Regions from separate parts of the Oryctolagus cuniculus genome. Here region 1 is linked to region 2. Evidence: chromatin contacts called from public Micro-C data. All regions are on one chromosome and are shown on one strand. Each heading gives the region's core, a stretch centred on a gene start, on an enhancer-like site or on the middle of the called end of the contact. The rest is flanking DNA. Distances are from core to core; before and after follow the strand shown. Region 1 holds the start of LFNG (LFNG O-fucosylpeptide 3-beta-N-acetylglucosaminyltransferase). Region 2 has its middle 13 kb from the start of GRIFIN.

Region 1 (5,797 bases), core at 1,615-4,114, 39 kb before region 2:
TCGCGCCATCAGGCCTCAACCCACCCCCTCCCCCACCGTACGACCCAGTCCCAGCAGAGGCCCCAGGGTGTTCAGGCCTGGAGCACAGGCCCACCCCGGGCTAGGGGGGATGCAGCCTCACCTGGGCAGCCCCCATCCCGCCAGCCCAGAGGAGGCCACGAGGTGTGGATGAGGGGCTCTGAGCCCGGGGCCACCTCAGGCGGGCCGCACGCACAGACTTGCCAGCGCGCCCGCCCGGCATCTCGGCCCAGGAATGCCGTGGGAGGCGAGGGCTCCTCGCGCGCGCGGCATTCAAAGGAAAACGCTTTCTTAATGAGCTGGGCCTGCTCCCGCGCTTTGGTGGTGCCCTAAAAACCCAGCCCAGGGCTACAGAGATTAAAGTCACCTTTGTTCAGCGGGCGGGCGGGGCTGCAGGGTGTGGGGCACCCAGCCTCCAGCCGCCCCACCATGGAGCCGCAGGAGCCCGCGGAGGGGGCTGCCCGCCGTTCTGGGCCTCAGCTTCCTCCTCTGTGAAATGGGTGCAGCAGAACCACCCGTGTGGGCAGCGGCACACCGGAGATGGGTTCCCAGAAGGTCCAGGCCCGGAGCGGTGCAAGCCCCAGCCCACAGGGGTCCCGTGGGGCGGAGGGGGTGCTGGACCCAGACTTCCCCAAAGGAGGAAGACCAGGGCAGGAGGCGGGGGCCGGGGGACACCCACAGGAAGCGGCATTGTTCCTGGAGCCACGGTTCAAAGAAACACAGGATGCCCAGTTCTCCCCCAGCAATTGTGGCCGCTGAGGTGGCAGCCTCTGCGGGCTGGCCCGCCGCGGGGGAGGGAGCAGGGTGGGGTGGGCCAGAGGCCAGCTCTCCATCCTGGACTGCAGGGCCCGTCCCCGTGTGGCCCCTGCTGCCCAGGCCACCCCGCCCCCACCTCTGCAAGTTTCTTGCACAACCTCACGCTTGTGCTGAGGAGGCCTGGGCGGCCCTGGACGGGCAATTTTTCACGCTCAGTCTAGTTCAAACGGCGCTTCCTCCAGGAAGTCCCCCCCCCCAGCCACAAGACAATCCTGACCTCCTCGTGCCTCCCCCCTCAGACTGGACTGAGACCCCCCGCACAGGGCCAGGAGGATGGGTCCTCTGTGAGTTCCAGTCGGGGGTAAGACAGCCCCTCCTGGGCAGCGTGTGCCCGTCAGCACCCACTGGCCGGGAGGGCGACACTCCCTCCACTCCAGACGTGAGGACCACGAGGGTCCCCGGGACTTGGTGGAGCCCATGCAGCCCAGCTGGGTGAACCGCAGCCCCTCTGCGAAGGCCTGGCAGTGCCTGGATGAGAGCGGCCGCGCAGCGGGAGGGCCAGTGCCCCCAGGGCTGTCACTCAGGGACATGGGGGGGCTGGCCCTCATCGCCAGGCAACCTGAGTGGCCAGCGGGCCGCGGCGTTCCCATGGACGCCAAGCGGCACACAGAGGCCCACGCCTTTCTGGGCTGGAGAAAGGGGCTTTGTTACCTTGGCCAAGGGCCGGCGTGAGAGCCGCCAGGCGCTGGGAATCCTAACGGCCCGGCCGCCAAACAAAACCCGCGCCCCCGCGGCCCCCGCCTGCCAGCCCGCTGAGCCCCTGAGAAAGGGACGCTGCGTTCCCAAGGGGCTGCTGTGGGCCGCCCAGGGCCCCTCCCTGCACTCCCCGATCCCACCCCAAGTCCCTCAGCCACGCCAGGGGCCCTGGGGTCAGAACAGAAATGAAGAGGCGTGGGGTGCCCCCCCACCACGCCAGGGGAGATGCGCCTGGACTGGCCCACCCGCCCCAAACCAAGGTCCTGCCGTAGCCTGGGGGGGAGACCCAGAGAGGGAGGGTCTCGGCGGGACCCCCAGCCTGGGGGCCGCAGCGCAGTGGCGACGGGTCTCCACACAGACCCACAAGCCGAGCCGTCTCTTTCTTTCCAAACGCGTGTCCAGCACCGAGCAGCCAGCAACGGCCTGCGCCCACCACAGCACAGCAGGAGGAAGAAGGGGCCCGACCCCTCACTTCCCCTCTAGGGAAAGCCAGGGAGGGCTCGCAGCCCAGCGCGGGTGCCCTCCGGGGACATGGGCAGAGCCTGCCTGGGGAGATCTGGAGACCGCAGCGCCTCGGGAAGCAGTCAGCCCTGTGGGACACGCCGCAGCCCAGGGCGCCGGCCCCAAGCGCTGGAGACCCGGCTTCGGCCAGAGCCTGCACCCGGGCCCCCCAGGCCGCCCGACAACCGCAGGGTGGGCAGTCGCCGCCCCACCAGACGGCCCCAGGGGCGGGACAGCGCCGAGCCGCCTGCAGCAGGGCCCGACGGGCGCCCTCAGCCCACGCCACCGCAGCCCCAGGGCTCACCGACTCCTTGTGGCGCGAGATCCAAGTCTCGAGCAGCAGGTCGAGGCGCGCGCGGTGGAATTTTCTGGTAGTCTTCACAGCTATGAAGACGTCGCGGGGCGCCAGCGGCTCGGCGGGGGCGCGCGGGGCGCCGTCCACCCGGCGAGGGGCGCGCCCGGGCGGGGGTGCCGCGTCCCTGCGCGCGCGGGCCAGCAGGCTGAAGTACGCGGACAGACTGTGCACCTCGCGGGCCAGCGCGCCCGGAGGCTCCGCAGCCGCCGCCGCCGCCGCCGCCGGGGCCGCCCCCGCGGGGCTCGCCAGGCTGCGCAGCGCGCGCCTGCCCCGCTCGGCCCGCACCGGGGGCGGCGGCGGGTCAGCCGTGAGCACCAGCAGGCAGGCGAGCAGCGCGCCGGCCAGCGCCAGCAGCAGGCGCCGGCCGCAGCGCTTGAGCATGGTTGAGGGGGCGGCCGCGCGCCGCGCCTGCCCGTGCGCCCGCACGCCCGCGCCCCGCGGCCCGCGCCCGGATCCCGCTCCGGCTCCCGAAGCGCCGTCCAGCAGGGCACCGCCTGCGCGCGCCGCCCTTAAAGCGCCCCGCCAGCCCCGCCCCCGGCCCGCCCCCGCGCGCTCATTGGCTCTGGGGCGTGGGGGTGGAGCCTCGCGCGCGGCGCCCGGCGGCCGGGCAGCACCCACGTGGGGCCGCGGCGGGGGGCTGGGAACGGCCGGTGGGCGCCGGGCCCCGCCCCCGCTCGCACGTGCACACCCCTCCTGCTGGGGTGGGCCGCTGAGGGGCGTGGGGCGTGGGGCTTTGGGGCGGGCCAGCGCCGGTAGCCTGGGCTGTGAAACCCGGGCAGGCCCGTGCCGCCGAGGCGCACCTGGGCACCTGGCGCGCGGAGGAGCGCGCCCGGGGGGCTGGGCCCTGGGGTCCTGGACCCCAGGCTGAGGGCTGGGGAGGCCCCTGCTTCGCCGAGCCCAGCCTCCCCTGGGAAGCGTCTGGGTCGCCCGCGCTGGGCTCCGGGCAGCCGTCGTGGCTGTGGGGAACTTTGGCCACCTGTGCCGCAGGTGCGCACACCAGGCTGCAGCGAGACAGCGCCTTTGCCAGATCGCGCTCCGCGCCCCAGCACGAGCTCCTTGGCGCGCGCCGGGCGGGCTGGTTCCTCCCCCTCCCGGAACCCGAACCGGCGCCCCGTGGCGAGCAGGATGAAAGGCCTCCCTCTGTCCCATTTGGTCGCTGGGCGCGCGGGCCAGATGTAGCCCAGCTGTGCGCCCTCCGCATCCCGCGGCGCCCACCCCGGCCCTTCCCACGGGTCCCGGCGGGCCCCTGCACGAGCGGGGGCGTTAGGAATGCGCGCCTGGGGCCGAGGGTGAGGGGCTGAGGGCCCGGAAGTGGCCCGGGGCCCCCGGAGCGGGAACGGGGTCCCAGCCGCGCCGTCCGGAAGCGCGGCTGGGAGCGGCTCTGCGCTTGGCTGCACCCCTCCTGGGGAGACGCTCCGCGACCACCGCGCTGGGCTGCCTCTCTGGCCGTGCTCACTGCCCGCTGCACGGTCATCCCAGCACGTGAGCTGCCTGCCCAGAGCGACAGCCGGGCGCGCCCTAGCGTCCTCCTGGCCGGGAGCACCAGCGGGCTGTACAAAGATTTATTGGGATAAATGTCTGATCCCCTCGCCAGACCCGCGCGCGGAAGCTGCGGCCCATTTGCTTCTGCGGCTGCCGCGGGGGGAGGGGGGGCACTCCTAGCTCGCCAGTGATGGGGGGTGGGGGATGGTGGTTCCCAGGCCGCTTCCTGCCTCTCCCCACCCCCACAACACACCGCAGGTAATTAGCAGGCACCACCTCGGCAGGCAGATGCCTGAGCAGATGGCGCTGGATGTGCCCAAGTGACAAGTCTCCCATGGCGTCACCTCCTGCCATAAACCCCTCCCCCATCAGCCGGAGCCCTGCCCTGGAGCCTGGCGGACGCTGGAGGGCTTGAGGTGTGCAGGAGAGAGAAGGGCAGGGCAGCCGGGCTGGCTGCTCCCAGGCCGCAGAGCCCAGCCCAGCTGCCCCGCGTCGGTCTCCCGTGCCTCTGCTATTCCAGAGAGATCCCTGGCCTCTCCTCCCTGGGCCACGAGGCCTGGAGTCCCTGTCCTCCGTCCCCATGCTGCGGCCCCTGCACACGTGTGCAGGTGGAAGTGGCCAAGGCTCCCCAACCTTGCGGCTTGGTCCCTGCCCTGCCGTGCTGTTCCCCACAGTTCTCGCCAGCCCCAGCGGGCCAGGCGCAGTCGCTGGCCGCGAGGGTGGGTGCTGAGCCCCCTGCACCCTGCAGCAAGTCCATCAGCCTAGAGGGAGGGAAGAGGCTCCCAGGGCACAGAAGGCAAGCGGAGGGGCTGAGCCCGGCTCCACCGCCAGTGTGGAGCGCAGAGCTGGGCGGGGGCTTCCTCCTCCCACAGCAGGGCCTGGTGGGGGCGGCCAGCTGTGGCTGCCCGTCTGGGAGCCACAGGACGCGGCTGGCAGCATTCTTGGGTGTCCCGCAGGCTTTGGCAAGACTGATTCAGTTTCTTTGCTGTCAGGAGAATGGAATTTCGTGGTGACTCCTTGAGGTCTGAAACGGGAGGGGGGTGGGTCGGTAGCCGCCCCCTGCCCCTTCGCCAGCTCCAGCCACAGCTGTGCCCCTCCCCCCCAGCCAGGATCCCCCAAGAGCCCCCTCCCCCAGTACACTGCAGGGCGATGTGATGAGAGAGCAGCTCAGGGCAGCCAGCAGCCGGGGAGGGGCTACAGAGCAGAGCAGGCTGCCCCGGGCTGGGGGTGTCGGGGCCCAGGGCCAGCTGGACCGTTTGCCTGCCACCCCCAGGGACCACTGCCCTGCTCCTCTGAGTCTCAGTCCTCACCATCAGTTTCGGAAAGTGCTGGGGGTGACGGGTGGACGGAGCAGGCAGCCTGGCCCTTGGCCCGCTGCCTCCAGCCGGCTGCAAATTCGGGTCACTGTCTCTGCCAGAGGCGGGCCCAGGGTGGCTCTTCCTTGCCCCCCCCCCCACCCCGGGCTGGCTCTGGGAAGGCCCTCCTGCAGGGAGCGGGCGAGATGGCTGGAGACCTAAAGGGTGGACCCCACCGGCCCCTTGCTCTGCAGCCGGGAGCCGCCCCCCTGCAGGCCGGCAGCAGAGCCCAGGGTCACCGGGATGACTGCCCCCAGGCTCCTAAGGGGCAGTGGCAAGGCCAAGGTGGGCCAGGGAGGTGCAGTCACCGCCAACAGAGGAGGGCCCAGGGTGGCCAGGACGCCTAGCCTGGCAGGTCGCGAGGCAGGCGGGAAGGGGTGCAGCGGATGAGGGCAGCTGGGGCAGGCACCGCCCCAGGGAAGAAGCAGGCAGCGCCCAGCTGCAAGGGGCGCCCCCCTTGCCGAGCCCCGCCCACCTGCTCTGCCCAGCACCCCCGCGCCCTGGCTCTCAGGCTGTGAGGCCTTGGGCCCGTTCCCATCTCTCTGTGGGCTTCCGTCATCACGGTGGGCCTGGC
Region 2 (5,689 bases), core at 1,930-4,429:
CGACGCCCTGGCCACAGCCAGCAGGCTTTGTGAGAGGTGAGAACTGGCACGGAACAACTTTGAAAGAGAAGGGAAAGGTTGCAAGACTTCAAGTACCCAGCTTCCAAACCCACCACACAGCAAGGAGCCAAGCGGGCAGCGCATTGGCCCCATGCGGGGGTACAGGAAGACGGTGGGCACAGCTAGGGGAGGTCTGCTGAGCCAGGTCGGGAGCCCCGCCCTCCACGGACGCTTGGAGCCGGCCCAGGTGGTCTCGGGGCTCTTGGACTCGGTGGGCCACAGAATTTTCCGGAGCACTCGCACTCTCACCTCCCCTGGCTGGAGGTTGGGCTCTGATTAGGGAAGGATGAGCCCGGCATGCGGCGTTCCTGAGCTGAGGCTGCCCCCTGGTGGACAGTGCTGGGAAGCGGTTGACACCACCAGCCAGGGCCTGGACTCTGGCCTGGAGAGCCCGGACCTGCCCTGGGGGAAGCTGCCTCCCAGGTGGCCCTGCGCACAGGGCAGCTGAGGCTGCAGGCCCCCACCTGTCACCGGGAGAGGGACCATCGGCCCCCATCCCCAGAGGGTCCTCACCCACACCCTTCCGCAGCCGAGGGTCTCGCTCGGCCTCCCACGGCAGGGGCCTGCTCTCTCTCCCTCTTAGGCCACGCGAGGGCAGGGGACAGCCCCAGGAGACACTGGAGTGCAGGGTCCCCTTCACCCTGCCTGGCCTGGGCTGGGGCGGCGTCCCCGAGGCCTGGGAGGGCCAGGGAGGTGCTGAGGGCGAGGGCCTCAGGCTGTGCTGGCCGCGGGGACAAGGGTGGGTGGAGACCCCACAGCACATCTGGCAGAGGGCAGGGGACAGTGCTGACCCGCCCAGGCCAGAGGACACTGTGTGCACGCTGCCCCCGCCCTGTCACAGGCGGCTCCCGGCACATGAGGGGACAAGGAGACCCCTGGGGCATGGCTGTGAAGCGACGGCCTGGCTCAGAGGCCAGGGCCTGCCCAGCGCCCAGTGAGAAATCCTTTCCTTCCCAGAGGGCTCGTGGCCAGGACTGGAGATCACCCCTCTGGTCTGAGACCACACGGCCGGCACCGCCCGCGGCACGGGGGCCGTGAGCAGCCACACCACAGTGTAAGTCGCCGCCTGCCTGCCCGGACGTCACCGGCCTCCCAGCCGCCGAAGGCCCTCCCGGGGCAGTCACGTGAGCGGGCTCGCTCGTTTACACGCGATGTGGACGTCGCATAGGCAGGTGCTGCACCCGGGAGGGAGTTCTGTCCGCTTCCACAGGCGAGGGCCCCAGGGCGCTCCTCAAGGCGCCAGGGAGGGGACAGGCACGCGGGAGGGTCTTCCATGCTCATCTCTGCTCGTGGGCTATGCCCGAGCCACTGTCCACTTCCTGCTTCCCTGGACACAAGCCAGCACAAGGTGCCCGCTGCCTGCACTGCCAGCTGGACGCCTGGCCACCTGCCCCATCAGGAAGTCACGCACACGTATGTGCACACCCATGCACGCTCACACACCCATGAACACACATGCACACCCACACTCCCATGCACACGTCCCACCCCCAGACAGATCTCTGTCTGTTGGCCTGGTAAGGCAGCAGGTTAAGTGGACAGGGGAAAGACCATGAGGTGGCCGCCACCATGAGAAAGACAGAGGCACCTTGGCCACTCGGGCTGGGACTGTGGGCCTGGGCGGGGTCAGGGTCAGCAGCCACTGGGCCTAGGGATGCTGCCTCTGTACCTCCCCCCTTGGCCGGATGCCTCTGGAGCCCCCCTGCCCTTTCCACCACGCCCCCCGCACCCAGGAGTGGCCCCAGGGCCCGCCACCACCCTGTCTGTGGCCTGCACCTTGGTTCCTGTCCCCAGCGGCAGGCAGCCAACACTACAGGCCAGGGGCACTCTGATGACAACGCAGTCACTAAGACGGGAGGTGCCCGGCTCGCAGGTGCCCACGTGGTCCCTGGGAAAGCCCAGCCCGGAGGGCCGGTGCCGTGCTACTGCCGGTAAAGCTGCTGCCTGCACCCCAAATGGCCTCTGGTTCAAGTCCCGAACAAACTGGTTTTCCAGGGGCCGGCGCTGTGGCATAGTGGGTAAAGCCTCCACCTGGGGCACTGGCATCCCACATGGGCACCGGTTCAGGACCCGGCTGCTCCACTTCCATCCCGGCTCCCTGCTGATGGCCTGGGAAAGCAGCAGAGGATGGCCCAAGTCCTTGGGCCCCTGTACCCTCGTGGGAGACCCAGAAGAAGCCCCTGGCTCCTGGCTTCCACCTGGCCCAGCCCTGGCCGTTGCAGCCCTCTGGGGAGTGAACCAGAGGATGGAAGATCTTGTAACTCTGACTTTTAAATAAATAAATGAATCTTAAAAAAAAAAAAAAAAAGGCCAGCCTGGCCACTACGGCCCAGTGAGTCAGACGGCGCACCAGGCCCTCGCAGCTCTGCAGGCAGCAGCCCAGGCGTGCCGGAGCGCAGGGCGGAGGCCGTGGCCAGGCCTGCAGGAGGCTGGCAGGCCGGGGGGAGGCGGCTCTCAGCTGCTGTACAGCCAGGCCTTTCCCTCGGTGTGTGGGCTCCCCATGGCTCGCAGGCCTTGTGGACCCGTCTTGACCACGTCCCAGGCCCTGAGGCACAGCAGCTTCCTGGAGTGGGTCAGCCACGCCGGACACGGTCCCTCCACGAGTGCCAGAGCCGCCTGGTCAGGGGTCAGCGTGGGCTGTAGGACACAGGGTGGGGGGCACGTGGCTACCGTGCCCACCTCCCCATAGGCGCCACCCCTTGACCGAACCCTTGTGCTCCGCCCCTGGGCTCAGAGGTGAATCTGCTCAGGACAGTGGACACAGCCCTGGGGCTGCAGCCATGGGCATGGCCGTCACCAGACAAATGAGGAGCCGGAAGCCCTGACACGGCTGCCCATGTCTCTCCGCAGACGCTGCCCTGTGGCGTGCGCAGTGGCGGACAGGAGGCCCTGTAACACCCGCGTGTGTGGGGCGGCCTGGGGCAGCCCGGCCAGCAACCCCTCCCTAGTGGCTGGGTTTTTCCTCTCCTCCCTGGCCACGTCACCCCGCGGGCCTGCGGCTGGCTCCCTGCTGTTCGCCCTCCTGCCAACTCCTCACTTCCTCGGCCAGCACTCTGAGGTCCAAGGCAGCCCCAGGCCAGGCCCGTCCTCTCCCTCGCAGCCCCAGGGCTGGCTCCTCAAGGCTCCGGGGGCCTGCCGGGACCAGCGCACGCCTGGGCAGGCACAGGCCAGGTGTGAGTGCCCCGTCCAGCTGCACAGTGGTGGGTGACGCACCCACAAGAGCTCTGGAAACATCTGTGAAGAGCAGGGGCTCAAGACGGCAACGTCTGGGGACCTGGTAATAGAGGGACCTCAGGGAGTTGTCACAGCCTGGGCCTCAACTACCCCATCTGGAAAATGGGAACAAACCCACAACTCCTGCCCGCTCCACTCGTGGCTTTTGAAGTGGATGCTCAGACGGTCGGGCAGGCCCAGGCCGGCTCTCTCCCTGGAGCCCGGGGGCCCAGGCCGGCTCTCTCCCTGGAGCACGGGGTCGGGAGCGGAGGGCTCCCTGCTGAGACAGGCACCCTCTTCCGGAAGCCCCGTGGGGGAAGGTTTCTGGCAGCCAGGCCCCCCTGCCTTCCCCCCACGGGTGGCGGGGTGGCCCCATCTGCCCTAAGCTCACCCTCCCTCCACCCCCTGCTCGGCTCTGGCTCTGGGAGAGGTTTCTGGAACACTTTAGAGCCAAATGCTTTCCAACCGAAGCTTTTCAAAGCCCAGACCACTTCCAGAGCCAGCCCACTCTGCAACCTGACACTTGAGGATCCGCGGGCGAATCCGCGCCCCCAAGTCTCAAACCACCATGTTCCGGACGTGGACCCAGACCGGCCGAAGCGGCAAGACGGCTTCACACAACGGCCTTTGAAGCCCTCAGTGCCATCAGAAAGAAAAGCACCCCGCAGGTTTGAGCCGCAGCCTGTGACGCCGGCAGCCCAGGGCAGCTCCCTGCCATGCCTGGGAAGGCGGGGCTGAGGGTACAGCGCTGGAGACCCTGCCGCCCACGTGGGGAGCCGGATGGAGCTGCAGGCTCCTGGCCACGTGGGGAGTGAACCAGCGGATGGAAGACTTTTCTCTGCGTCCGTCTCTCCCTCCCTCTCTGTAACTCTGCCTTTCAAGTAAGGAAAGGAGAGGGGGAGGGGTCTCATCCTCGCCCAAGGATCTCCCTAGGGGAGACTGCCCCGGCACTCAGCAGCCGGCAGGGTCCGGGGGAGCCCTGCTCTGTGGGCGACTCTCACAGCCCCTCCCCCAGCCAGCTGTGCCCAGGACTGCTGGCTGTCAGAGACCCGAGGCGGGACACCCACTCCGACACCAGGCAGCAGGGTCCCGCCCTGACCAGGGACTGGGCCGTGGGCTTCCGAGCCTACCGGCCTCTTTCCAGCATCCACGTGGGCTCCTCGGCCTTGAGCGAGAAGCACTGTGACAGTGGGGGCGGGGGGCTGCGCTCGGGTTCCCGCCTCCCACCTGGGATTGGCCAGGTGTGATTTCTCACACTGCGTGTGCTCACTTCTCCCACAAGGCCCACCAAGCACCAGGAGCCCTGGTCTGGGTCGGGTGGGGGCCCTGTGCAGGGGCAGGCGAGGAGCAAGGACACCATGTGGAAGCCCTGTGTGGGGAGGCCCCCAGGTGCAGGGTAAGAGATACCGTCGTCTCGCTTGAAGCCACGGGGCAGGGACCCAAACCCTTGTCCCCTCTGGCCCGGGAGCACCGAGGTTCCCCGAGCTGATGTCCACTCAGGAGCGCCTCTCCCTAGCGTGTAAGCAAAGGTGGCACTTCCTCGTGGGGCAAACAGTATTTTCAAGGGCTGCTCCAAGTTTGCTTACAAGATGATCTCCAGTCCAGGGGCAGAGGCCGAGCCAGAAGTCATGGCCTGGCCCCTGCCCACCTCCTGGGGAGCCGGCTTGTGTGGTACGGCGGCCCTGTCCTGCCCCTGCCTCTGGCCCTGACACGGCACCACACGCCCCTGCCCTCACTCTCACATCCTGTGAGCCAAGAATTCTCTTTTTTTTTTTTTTTTTTTTTTGACAGGCAGAGTGGACAGTGAGAGAGAAAGACAGAGAGAAAGGTCTTCCTTTGCCGTTGGTTCACCCTCCAATGGCCGCTGTGGCCGGCGCGGTGCAGCCGGCACACTGCGCTGATCCAAAGGCAGGAGCCAGGTACTTCTCCTGGTCTCCCATGGGGTGCAGGGCCCAAGCACCTGGGCCATCCTCCACTGCACTCCCGGGCCACAGCAGAGAGCTGGCCTGGAAGAGGGGCAACCGGGACAGAATCCGGCGCCCCAACCGGGACTAGAACCCGGTGTGCTGGCGCCGCAGGCGGAGGATTAGCCTATTGAGCCGTGGTGCCAGCAGCCCGAGAATTCTTGAGCCGAGCCCGGCAGGCAGTGGGAGCCCTCACTGAGCGTGGCGCCTCCGTGCGTCAAGGCTCCTGAAACCACAAAGGCAGGAAGCGTTGCCCGGCCCCAGAGCAGCGCGGCCGGGTGGCGGCTAGGCACGGCTGGGCTCTGGGTGGTGCTTGCCTTTTCATCCAAGGGTTTCAAAGTGCACACAGACAGGAGGACTTAGTCCCTCCCGCGGGTGGTTGTTCCACCGCGGAAATGAAGGCACAGTACATACTGTCGGCTCCCTGCCCCGAGACAGATCCTGGAGGCTCG

The links. A called contact is a pair of places that touch in the nucleus more often than the background predicts.
Region 1: a Micro-C map of ear pinna shows a contact between it and region 2, with 4 times the contacts expected there. The contact joins the promoter of LFNG here to the enhancer-like site in region 2. A contact is called at or near these places in 3 of 6 Hi-C or Micro-C datasets (ear pinna, skin fibroblasts and an unstated tissue).

The regions. Positions count from the first base shown.
Region 1 is chr19:37,310,877-37,316,673 of mOryCun1.1, reverse strand. LFNG (LFNG O-fucosylpeptide 3-beta-N-acetylglucosaminyltransferase) reads right to left here and starts at 2,864. Exons shown (of 8, transcript XM_002724021.5): 1 at 2,336-2,864. The coding sequence starts at 2,767.
Region 2 is chr19:37,272,386-37,278,074 of mOryCun1.1, reverse strand. No RefSeq gene overlaps it. Among named protein-coding and RNA genes, the nearest start is that of GRIFIN, 13 kb to the left of the region's middle. Within about 2 kb of position 3,179, at least 2 of the 8 cell types and tissues checked have an H3K27ac peak or open chromatin away from gene starts, as enhancers often do. A contact at or near this core is called in ear pinna, where this site is marked.